3 separate regions of the Zea mays genome follow, and regions 1 and 2 are each linked to region 3. A link is a contact called in public Hi-C data. All regions are on one chromosome and are shown on one strand. The core of a region is the stretch at or near the end of the contact, and the rest is flanking DNA. Distances in the headings are between cores, read along the strand shown.

Region 1 (3,554 bases), core at 741-3,240, 260 kb after region 3:
TAAGCCGACGAGTGAGTGTGCTGCGTGCCCCAGCCCAGATGGGTCGAGCGCGTGGGCGAGCGCGAAGGGGGGAGAGGCGAGGTGGCCGGAGTCGAGCGTGAGAGAGGTGGAAGTCCCGCGACCTTCGTGTTCGTCCCGCGCCCAGGTCGGGTGCGCTTGAAGTAGGGGGGTTACAAGCGTCCACGCGGGTGAGGGAAGCGAGCGGCCCCAAGAGAGCGCCTGTCCCGTCCTCGGTCCCGCGCGACCAACCTTCTCTGAGAAGGCCCTGGTCCTTCCTTTTATAGTCGTAAGGAGAGGATCCAGGTGTACAATGGGGGGTGTAGCAGAGTGCTACGTGTCTAGCGGAGGGAGAGCTAGCGCCCTAGGTACATGCCAATGTGGCAGCCGGAGAGATCTGGGCACCCTGCTGGCGTGATGTCGTGGCTGCCGGAGGTGCGGCGGAGCCTGGCGGAGGGACAGCTGTTGGAGCGGTCGAGTCCCTGCTGACGTCGTTCTGCTTCCGTAAGAGAGCTGGGGGCCGCCGTCGTCATAGAGCTTGTGGAGCACTATCATTGCCCCTCCGGCGGAGCTGGCCGGATGGGACGCCGGTCTTGTTCTCCGTGACCCGAGTCGATTCGGGGTAGGATGATGATGACGCTTCCTGTTGACGTGGCGGTCTGTGCCCTAGGCAGGGCGACGTGGGGGTTCCTCCGAAGCCGAGGTTGAGTCTGCCTTCCGTTGCCGTGGCCGAGCCCGAGCCATGGGGTCGGGCGAGGCGGAAGTCGTTCGGCCGAGGCCAGGGCGGAGTCCGAGCCCTGGGGTCGGGCGAAGCGGAGTTTCGTCGTCTTCCGGGTCTTAGCCCGAGTCCGAGCCCTGGGTCGGGCGGAGCGGAGTTCGCCGTCTTCCGGGTCTTAGCCCGAGTCCGAGCCCTGGGGTCGGGCGGAGCGGAGTTCGCCGTCTTCCGGGTCTTAGCCCGAGTCCGAGCCCTGGGGTCGGGCGGATCGGAGTTCGCCGTGGCGCCTTTGTCAAGACCTGACTGCCGGTCAGACTCACTCTGTCGAGTGGCGCTGCAGTCGGAGTGGCGCAGGCGGCGCTGTCCCTCTGTCAGACTGGTTAGTGGAGCGGTGGAGTGACGGCGGTCACTTCGGCTCTGCCGGGGGCGCGTGTCAGGATAAAGGTGTCAGGCCACCTTTGCGTTAAATGCCCCTGCAATTTGGTCAGTCGGTGTGGCGATTTAGTCAAGGTTGCTTCTGAGCGAAGCCAAGGCCTCGGGCGAGCCGGTGATGTGTCCGCCATAAAAAGGGGGCCTCGGGCGAGACGGAAGTCTCTCGAGGTCGGCTGCCCTTGGCCGAGGCTAGGCTCGGGTGAAGCGTGATCGGGTTACTCGTGTGGACTGATCCCTGACTTAATCGTACCCATCAGGCCTTTGCAGCTTTATGCTGATGGGGGTTACCAGCTGAGAATTAGGCGTCTTGAGGGTACCCCTAATTATGGTCCCCGACAATATTATAATGTTTGTTCATCATCAGTTCATTCTATTTAAGTTAGCGTATTTACAATAATAATATATATTTGTATTGGCTATATAATATTAGTGTTATAATAATATTTTGTCATATGAATTTTACATATTATAGTGATATTTGTAGTTTTTTATTTATGTTTTATACTAATTTTTAACTACCTGGACAACGTGCTGGCTGCTTATGAAAATAAGGCCAAAATTTCTCTCAGCGGCTCTCGCGCTAAGCAGTCCAGTGTCCTTCGTATCAAATCCAGGCCTGGCCTGGCCCATAAGGCCGACTGGTCCCCACGGGCAGCCTCTCTCGTCCGGTATCAGGCTCCTTGGCCATTCGCCCGTTCTACGCCAGAGCCCAGAGGAGGCAGCAAGTCGTTCTCGCATCTCGCGCGCCTCGTGAACGAATCCCTAACCCCACAATTAAAAGCAAGCAACCCCCGCTCCCCCACCTGCGCTAATTAATCACATCACGAGATCCCCTTGCCCACCTCCTTCGCCTCAGTCACACGCCTCGATCTCGCCTCGCCGCGCTCCCACCACCGCACCATCCCGGCCGCCTCGCTCGCGACGCACCAAGGTGCCCTCGTATCCCGCGGCGCCGGATTGGGTTCCCTCCGGGGATCACGCGGCGAGCCTCGCCGCTCGAGCCACAGGTCAGTTCTTCCATTCTCTCCGCCCTTCGAATGTGGACGTTGCTGCGCGCTCGATCGATGGGCGACGTGCTCCGTTACCGGTCCAGGATTGATGCTGAGAGCGAGTGGATGATGGCAGCGGGCAATGCTGTCTTTGCGGCGTTGGTCTTTGTCATTTGTCAACGCCGCTGGGGTTTGACTTTTGCGTGAATACGGGTTTCAATGGGCAGCTCATATGAATTGTCGGTGGCTGCGCAGATAGAGGGCACCAACGCTCGATGGTCAAAATTTAGAGCTGGACCTTGGATAAGGTTAGGCCGTCTAGTGTATTGTAGTTAAGCTTGCTTGTAGGGATGAAAACGGTCGAAAACGATCCAAAAAAACATCTGAAATGATTTTGTTTTCATATTTTCTTAACGGGACGAAAACGAAAACGAAAAACCAACGGTCGAGTACGGTATGACGGTTATTTGAAAACGATAAACTCTAATCGGAAAGATAAATATTTTGTAGTTTCCACAAATACGTAATAAAGTGACATATTGCCTAATTTTTAAGATATTACAATAACAAATAACTCTTCTTCATCATTCATATTATTCAGAGTAATTATAACTTTTTGTTTTTCTCTTCTTCATTCACTTGAACAATAAAAGTCTGTAACTTACATAAATTATACGCTAGTTCTATCTCATATTATATAAAAACGGTAACATCACGACTCAAAGACGGAAAATACGAAAACGATCGGAAAAGTAGCCAAATTGTTTCCGTACCGTTTCTAATCGGTTCCCAAACAATTCGAAAACGAACGGGAAAAAACGATATTTGAAACGGGACAGTACGGGACTCTCTCGTACCGTTTTCATCCCTACTTGGCTACTTGCATGGTCACCTGTTAGCCGGTCTATAAGAGATAGGCTGAAGACCTGCGCTGACCTTTATCACATGCTACACTTTTAGCGTGTTTGGTTTGAGGAAATGATATAGCCCATCATTTTCACACTCCTTACTTTTTTGTTTGGTTTGTAGAATGGTATGACTTGATCCATCACCATTTCATTCCTCATAACCAATGTGGAATAACTCATGATGCACCATCTCATATAAAATGGATCGACTCTTCAAACCAAACACCCCCTTTGTCTTTAGCTTGGCGCCAATTTTTCTACAACTTTTTTATATGAAAACCATATCTACAAGTAAAATGAAGATATTTTTTCGACGAGATCTACAACTTTCTAGTTTTGAGTTTTTTCATTTGTGATCGTTAAAATGTTAAAAAATAATCGCACATTCAAGGGTATTTTGGATTTTTTTCACCGCAGTTTGCTGTTAGAGCCAAATCTAATGGGAGTGTTGTGGAGGGCAAACAAGTTCGAACCAGTGGCCATTCAACTTTTTTTAATGACATACGTGGAATT
Region 2 (3,744 bases), core at 1,147-3,646, 340 kb before region 3:
TAGTGGCTTTGTTGGTACTAGTAGTTTATTCCTTCTATTATTCATAAAGTTGTTTACAATTTATTGGCTACAAAATGGAATTTGTTTCAAGGTGTAGATTCTTGAGTTTGTGATCCAAATTCTGCATATGGAGGTCGTGTTGGCGAGCGGAGCGGAGACCCGTCGCCGAGAGGTTTGGGCCGGAGCGTTGCGACGACATACAATTATATTTAATGAGTGACTCTAACAATCTATTTAGACGAACAAAGCTAGCGTTATATAAACTTCGCACATGACATTGATCAACAACACCAATTTGGAAGAAACCAATCCACCAAACTCTCATACGACCCCATTGTTTGGGAGCTAGAATGAACACCTTCCACCATTTTGGCTTGCTTTTAAATAAGGATTTGTGTAACAATATTAGAGTAATAATTAATAAACAAATAGATGTAGCAAGCACATGACTATCTAAAGACCAAAAGATTTCTTCTCTGAGCAACACAACACCTACATTGACATTGGGATTGGACAAAGGGGTTGCCTGAATCGTTGCTCATTCAAATCGGACCAAAAAACTTGTGACAGACTTTAAAAACCACAAATCTCAGTTCGTTTGAGCTATCTACGCGAGATTGAGTGTAGATCGAATCTAGGACCGAGAGATCACAGTCGCGGACCGTTCGCTCCACCGCAGAGGGCACCGCCAGACAGTACACCCCCAGTGATTGGCGTCTAGATCGACGCCAACACAAATTTACACTTATTTTAATTAATGACAACGCATCTTGCAAAATGTGTACAGCCGACCGAGCAATGTACAAAGCTAAAAGAAAAATAAAATAAAATAGATGTTAGTTGAGTTAGTCGAAGAGAAATGTTTTAATAGTAGTATGGTGGGTATAAAGGTTTGATATAAAGGACACGACGTAAAGGAAGACATAGAGAGAGAGAAGTTGATGACGTGGCACGTGAGTGAGATATAGGGGAACATAGAGTAAACCATTGAAGGTAGTCTAAGCTCCATTGAATTGGATAATAATCCCTCTATTCCAAAATATAATTTGTTTTATATTAAACCAGCATTCATTAGTTAACCTATAAATATAGTTTGTATATATGTCTACATTTATTATCACTTATTTGAATGTGGGAAAAAGAGGGATAGAAATAACTATATTTTGGGATAGAGGAAGTAATAAATATTCGCTTTAACTGTTAGTTTTTATGTTTATATTCAAATGAATGATGATGAATCTAGAGACATACAGAAGACATACTTCAATTATTGTATGAATCCACAAAAAAAGGTTAAAACAAACTTTAATTTGGGACAGGGAGAGTACATGAGTACAACAACATCGTCTGGTCGATGGTGAAGGCATGGTGCTCTTAGTCACTGTTTGCTCAAGTATTAGTATTTTACGGTGCCCTAAGCTTAGCGTTCAAATCCAATGCAGGTATACTATGCTGCGTACGAGTGCCAAGTTACTTAAACTCTCTTCAACGGTTACCCCTAAATTTCGCCCTCTACATTCCACTTTTGCACCATGTCACCCAGATTTCACCCCTACTTTTCTTCCTCCCGCAACGTTTTCTCCTAAATTATTTTCCTATACCTCACTACAACTATAAAATATTATTTTACATACATATTCATCATCCATTAACAAGTTTTCCTCAACAAAAAATATTAGCATGCACGAAAATCGAGGCTAGGGGTTGCCTGCCACGCCTCCACATTTGGCAAAGTATTGTTCGTTCCCCTTACACTGTAGCGGAGGTAAGGGTTTAGTGTTTGCCGTTGCAACGGCAGGGGGACAATAAACGCATACAAGTGTAGGGGAGGGGGCGCTCGTAGAAAGCGCTGCACATAGTCTTATGAAGGGACGAGGGACATACATATAAACTATTCGAGTCACACTCGTTTTCACTAGCACAAGCCCGGATGCTCGCTCGTTCTGCTCGGAAGCTGAGTCTACCACTGATTGTAACTATTTGGTTGAGATTACAAATTTTAGGTAACGAATCTGGTTCATGATGCTGAACCAAACAAACCTTAAAACAAATATCAATTATAGAATTTTCAGAGTATGATATTTTGGTAACATGAATAACAATAATATAGAAAATCTAGGGAATTCATATATGTTTAGAAATCTATTGTACCGTTGCATCTGTTTGGTTGGAGTTCTAAATTTTTAACTGCAAATTTGGTTCAGAAAGATAAACCGAACATACCTCAAATATTACAATTTCTAACAGAAATATATTCTCATGGAGATAAATTCCTCAACGTGCCGGAGATGAGAGAAAATACTCTCACGTGACCCTCGCGGCCTCGCGCGAACAGTGATCCGAACCGGAATTTCCGTTGCCATCTCTACCCGGGGCCGGGGCTACGGACTCGGAGTCACGATTCAGAATATAACCCAACCGGCTCGTCCCTCGCTTCTCACCTCACCCCGTCCGGACTGCGGACCTAACGCGCGAGCACGAAGCCCTAGTTTGCGCCGCCGCCGCCGATACATCCGGCCTCTCCTCGCCCGCCGGCCGCGATGTACAACGGCATCGGGCTGCAGACCGCGCGGGGGTCGGGCACCAACGGGTACGCGCAGAGCAACAAGTTCCTCGTCAAGCCCCGCTCCACATCCGGCTGGGGTCCGGGCGGACGCCACAGGCCGCTGCCCCTCGAAGCCGCCGGCGCGGATGGCGGCGGGATGCGCAAGCCCAACAAGGAGATCCTCGAGCACGACCGCAAGCGGCAAGTCGAGGTCAAGCTGCTCGTGCTCAGGGACGCGCTCGAGGAGCACGGCTACACCGAAGACGAGATCGAGGAGCGCGTCGCGGAGGCGCGCAAGGCCGCGGAGGCAGAGGCGGCCGTGGCCGCGGAGGAGGCAGGGAGCGGTCGTGGCGCCGGGCGACCGCCTCTGCCCGGCAGAGGATATGGATCTGTTGGCGTCGTTTAGGTTTCAGATTGCGCAGATAAGGCCAGATGTCGATTTTTGAAGGATAGGCCAGATGTCGATTGTCTAGCAAGACCTAGATGTAGTGGCTTCGATATTAGTATGGAAGTCTTCTGCAGTGAAAGCTAGTACTTAAAATCATTTATTCGAATTGTATATGTTCTGTTTATATGTTCGTGCATTTGTCCATCTTTTGGATCGTAAAATCATTTATCAGTCCCAAGCTTTGCACATATGAGAAGTATGGCTATCTATACTTTCAGTCTATTATACTTATCCCACCAGAGAATTGCATATTGATGGAGTGGATGGTGGTCGAAGACAGTTCTTCCATGTAGTTTGTTTCCTGACAAGTATTATCGCTTGCAGCTGGTGTGATTTAGATGGATGCCATGATTTCATACATTCCCGTGCAAATGTGGGAAAGTCTGTATTTTGTAACGGTTGATTTTCTGTCCATTAGACTTTCTGCTGAATATATGGCATATTCATGCTGAAAGGAAATGGATTGGCATTCATGGAAACAAAAAAATATAATTTAAATGCTTAATTTCCTCCATAAATATAAGATCTCTCCAACAGACGTGCATTTAGGCTCGTTAGAACCAGTTTATGATATATACTGATACTAATTATATTACACGGTGAAGTATTTATCCACTGTGGTACACTGTGTACAAAATCTGTTTTTTTTGTTGCACGCACAAATTTAGGATGAAAAGAATGTGAGTTAAAAGGAAATGGATTGACATGCATGGAAATAAAAAACTGATTTTCAATGCTTTATTTCATACAT
Region 3 (3,466 bases), core at 228-2,727:
TCTATTGGTTGGAAATTGCTCTCATCTTGCTCTTCAGCATGGTAAGAAACTTCACTAAAAGGAGCAAGAAAAGATGGCGTGTTCGCATAACCCCCATCAACCAGGTAGAACTTTCCTCTTGGGACTTCAAATCCATATTCTATAGCAGAGTATAAGACTGCTGCGTCAGATGCAGACCCTTCTCGGCTACAAGAAACATGGACAAAATTCAAATCAAAATCACAAGCAAGCATCACGTTTTGGGAAAGGGATTCTTGTCTATTTCGGTATGGAGCTGCTTCACTGTCCGATATTGTCATAGGGACATGGATTCCATCAATTGCTCCAATACAGTTCTGCAAGGGAAAATAAGTCCTCAAGGTAACAGAAAAGGGCAGAAAATCTTAGTTTATATCACCAAAAGTTACACTGACCTCAAAGTAAGGCCCATAACGTGTATCAGATGATATTTTCCGGTGGGCTTGAATTGAAGGTGGCCTGACGAATTCACCAGTCATTGGTGTGACTGCATCAAAGCATGCTTTGATATGCCTGTGAATAGTTTCTGTACTGTACTTGAATCTGTCACTTAGTTTCTGAAAACTAGCATTTCGGGATAGCATGTAAATAAACATGCCAATTTTCTCTTCTACAGAAACACCTCTGGTATTTTTCAAAAGATCATTTGACCTCAGATAGCGTGAAAGTTCGAGGAGAACATGGGGCTCCACACGAAGTTTATCATAGCCTTGGCCTCTGTCATCTTCAAGCACTTTACAAATCCTTTCTGCATCGTTAAACTTTGATACTTGACTTGGAGTTTCAATCGCAGTACCATCACTAACCATAGATGTTTGATCCAGAGTTCCAATTCCAGTAGATGCTAGATATAGCGCTGGCAATATGAATATCATTAAGTCATCATCTTCTTCTTCGTCGTCCTCCTCTTCAAAGTCACTAGAGTCTTCTGGATCCATCTTCCAAAAAAAGTACTGGCAACGAAGAAAAAAACAGATTTAAAATGAAGGGTTGCAGGCAAAATATGCATGTTCAAAGAACAAGTGCAGTTTTGAAAAGAAAAGTCAGGCTGAAACTGAAAATAAGCAGTGTTACTAGGATGCTATCAGGGATTTCGGTCATTCCTAAAGTAAGCACAGGTGAAAAGTTTTAAGATGCAACCTAGCAATACGGTGACTAGTGATGAATAAGCAGACAAAACTAAAGCGAATCAAGCAGTAGTTCAAACATCCCCAACCGGAAGCAGGAGGGCGGATTTGGTGGTTGCGAACTTGAGATCGTGGAGGCCTGGTGAGCTACCTGAGATGGCCGACAGAAGTTGCCTTTTCCGGTAGGAAACGGAGGTGATGAAGTGGGGACCTCCCTGCGAGTCTTCGCCGAAGGAGAGGTATCGAGACGGGGGAGGCAGAAGCCTACCGCCGACGGCGATGAGCCGACGACGCCCGGCAGGCGGCGCAAACCTTTGCGACTTGCAACAAACACAAGACGAGGATGAATGAAGCAGCAGCAGCCAGCACTGATCCTCTTGCCAAGCCGGGTGATGAAGCGACAGAAAGCCCAATAAGATCTAGAGGCGCGGCCCACATTTGTACATGGGCCTGGTTCATCTCTATAGCCAAGTCAACGGCGATCTCTGCACTGAAGTGTGACAAGTCAAACTCGCCTTCCCTCTGATGCCCAAATCTCTCTGGGATTGGGATCTCCAGTTGCCCGATCCCCTTCCATGACACGCGAAATGCACGCCATCCTCGCTGGGATTCCGCAGTCCCTCCGGCCCGCGGTGCTGATCGCCTCGACGTGCGCGCTGCTCCTCCTCGCCACCGCGCTACTCCTTCCGCGCGCTCCTCCGGCGGCGCCGGCGGCGGCGCTGACCACTGTCACCGACGCGGACGCCGTCCGCTTGGACGCTAGCGTCACCCGAAGGAACGGCAACGAGGTGCTGTGGCAGCTACCGCCCCCGTCGTCCCCACTGCGAGCCGCGTTGTTCGCGGCGCCCGGGTGCACCATCCGCGCCACCGACTTCTTCGACGCCTCCCCGGGCTGCCCGCGCTGCACGGGGCTTCCCGAGGAGCGCCGTTTCACCCGCGCCGCGCTCAGCCGCGGGTACGCCGTCCTCGCCGTCTCCAGCCGCGCCAAGTGCTGGTCCCTCGACGACGCCGGCGGCGGGGAGGACGGCAGCGAGCTCGCCGCCGTCCAGTCCATCATCAAGTGGTGGACCACAGAGAAGTACCCTCAGCTCGCGGGCCTCCCACTCTTCGGCATCGGCGCGTCCTCGGGCGGGTACTTCCTCTCCGCGCTCGCGGCCAGGGTTAAGTTCAGCAGCGTGACCGTCATGATCGCGGAGGGCATGTACGGGACCATGGCCGAGATCCCCACCGGGTATCCGCCGGCGCTGTTTGTGCATATGCCCAAGGACACCGAAAGGGCGCGGTTGGTTGCGGAAAGCATGGACAAACTCAGGGAGAAGCACGTCGACGTGCGGGAGATCCAGTGCGATGACTTCGCCGTGAGCGCGGAGTTCCTGGCGGAGAGGGTGCCGGGGCTGACCTGGGCCTTCGCCAACGCGCTGGTGGACATGCTTCGGCGGAAGGGATTCGTGGATGAGAAGGGGATGCTGAAGAAGGACGGGAGGAGAACGCCGTGGAAGGAGGCGGCTGAGGAGGCCAAGGTGCTGCCTGAGCGGTTCGGTCTGGAGAGGCATGTCACCGAGGAGCTCAATGTTGCCTATGCGTACCATGAGTTCACCAGCCTGAAGAATACTGAAGTCTTCCAATGGTTTGAGTCCCATATGAATCATTAGGACTGATGCCCAACTAGCTTGCATACCACAGTGAACCGAGTAATCTTCTGATTGTTTGAAGATCCACTTTTGACCATGATCTACAATAGCAGAAAAGTTAGAGCAAGACCTTGTGTAAGACTTCTGCCCACAGCTTATAGTTTACAACTTCCACTCATAGTTTCTGGTATGTTTGTATCTCTATTCACTACTTGTTACTTTGTTAGTGCAAATTTTGGGAAGCATGAAAAATGTGCTGATTACACCCATTATTGTTGTACCTGTACTATTTTTCTTTTAGAAAGCAATAAAAGTGTGCAAATCTGGGATTCTAGGCTTCGTTTGGACTTGCATAGATTGGCATACCATGTGCTAGTGATTAGGGTCTGAACCTTTAGTTTGTTTTGGCTAAGTGTAGAACATATTAAAAACCTCACTATGTACGATATTTTGTATTTCAAAGGATGTATTTGTTAGAAAGACCCTGGTTAATCAAACATTTGATCACAACTCTGTAGAGCACTTCCTCTAGGACTTTCAAGGTATACACAACATCTTTTTTTTTGAACAAACGCAGGAGAGCTGCGTGTCATTATATTAAGAAGAAAAAAAGAACATAGGAGAGACAAGACTTGTCAACCCCTAAATACAAAGGCCCCTAGGCCGAGACCCCCCCTGACATTAACACTA

The links. Hi-C and Micro-C count contacts between places; a contact is called where the count stands out from the background.
Region 1: a Hi-C map of leaf shows a contact between it and region 3, with 5 times the contacts expected there. The contact joins the promoter of LOC100286329 here to the promoter of LOC100216798 in region 3. A contact is called at or near these places in 5 of 25 Hi-C or Micro-C datasets (ear, endosperm and leaf).
Region 2: a Hi-C map of leaf shows a contact between it and region 3, with 6 times the contacts expected there. The contact joins the promoter of LOC103654772 here to the promoter of LOC100216798 in region 3. A contact is called at or near these places in 2 of 25 Hi-C or Micro-C datasets (leaf and tassel).

The regions. Positions count from the first base shown.
Region 1 is chr4:236,181,131-236,184,684 of Zm-B73-REFERENCE-NAM-5.0, reverse strand. It overlaps LOC100286329 (ATP binding protein), which reads left to right and starts at 1,990. Exons shown (of 17, transcript NM_001159216.1): 1 at 1,990-2,151.
Region 2 is chr4:236,784,420-236,788,163 of Zm-B73-REFERENCE-NAM-5.0, reverse strand. It overlaps LOC103654772 (pre-mRNA-splicing factor CWC21), which reads left to right and starts at 2,396. Exons shown (of 1, transcript XM_008681589.4): 1 at 2,396-3,171. The coding sequence starts at 2,541. The coding sequence ends at 2,951.
Region 3 is chr4:236,443,884-236,447,349 of Zm-B73-REFERENCE-NAM-5.0, reverse strand. It overlaps LOC100216798, which reads right to left and starts at 1,477. Exons shown (of 3, transcript NM_001143197.1): 1 at 1,297-1,477; 2 at 414-971; 3 at 1-335. The coding sequence starts at 956. LOC103654760 reads left to right here and starts at 1,418. Exons shown (of 1, transcript XM_008681578.3): 1 at 1,418-3,115. The coding sequence starts at 1,721. The coding sequence ends at 2,797.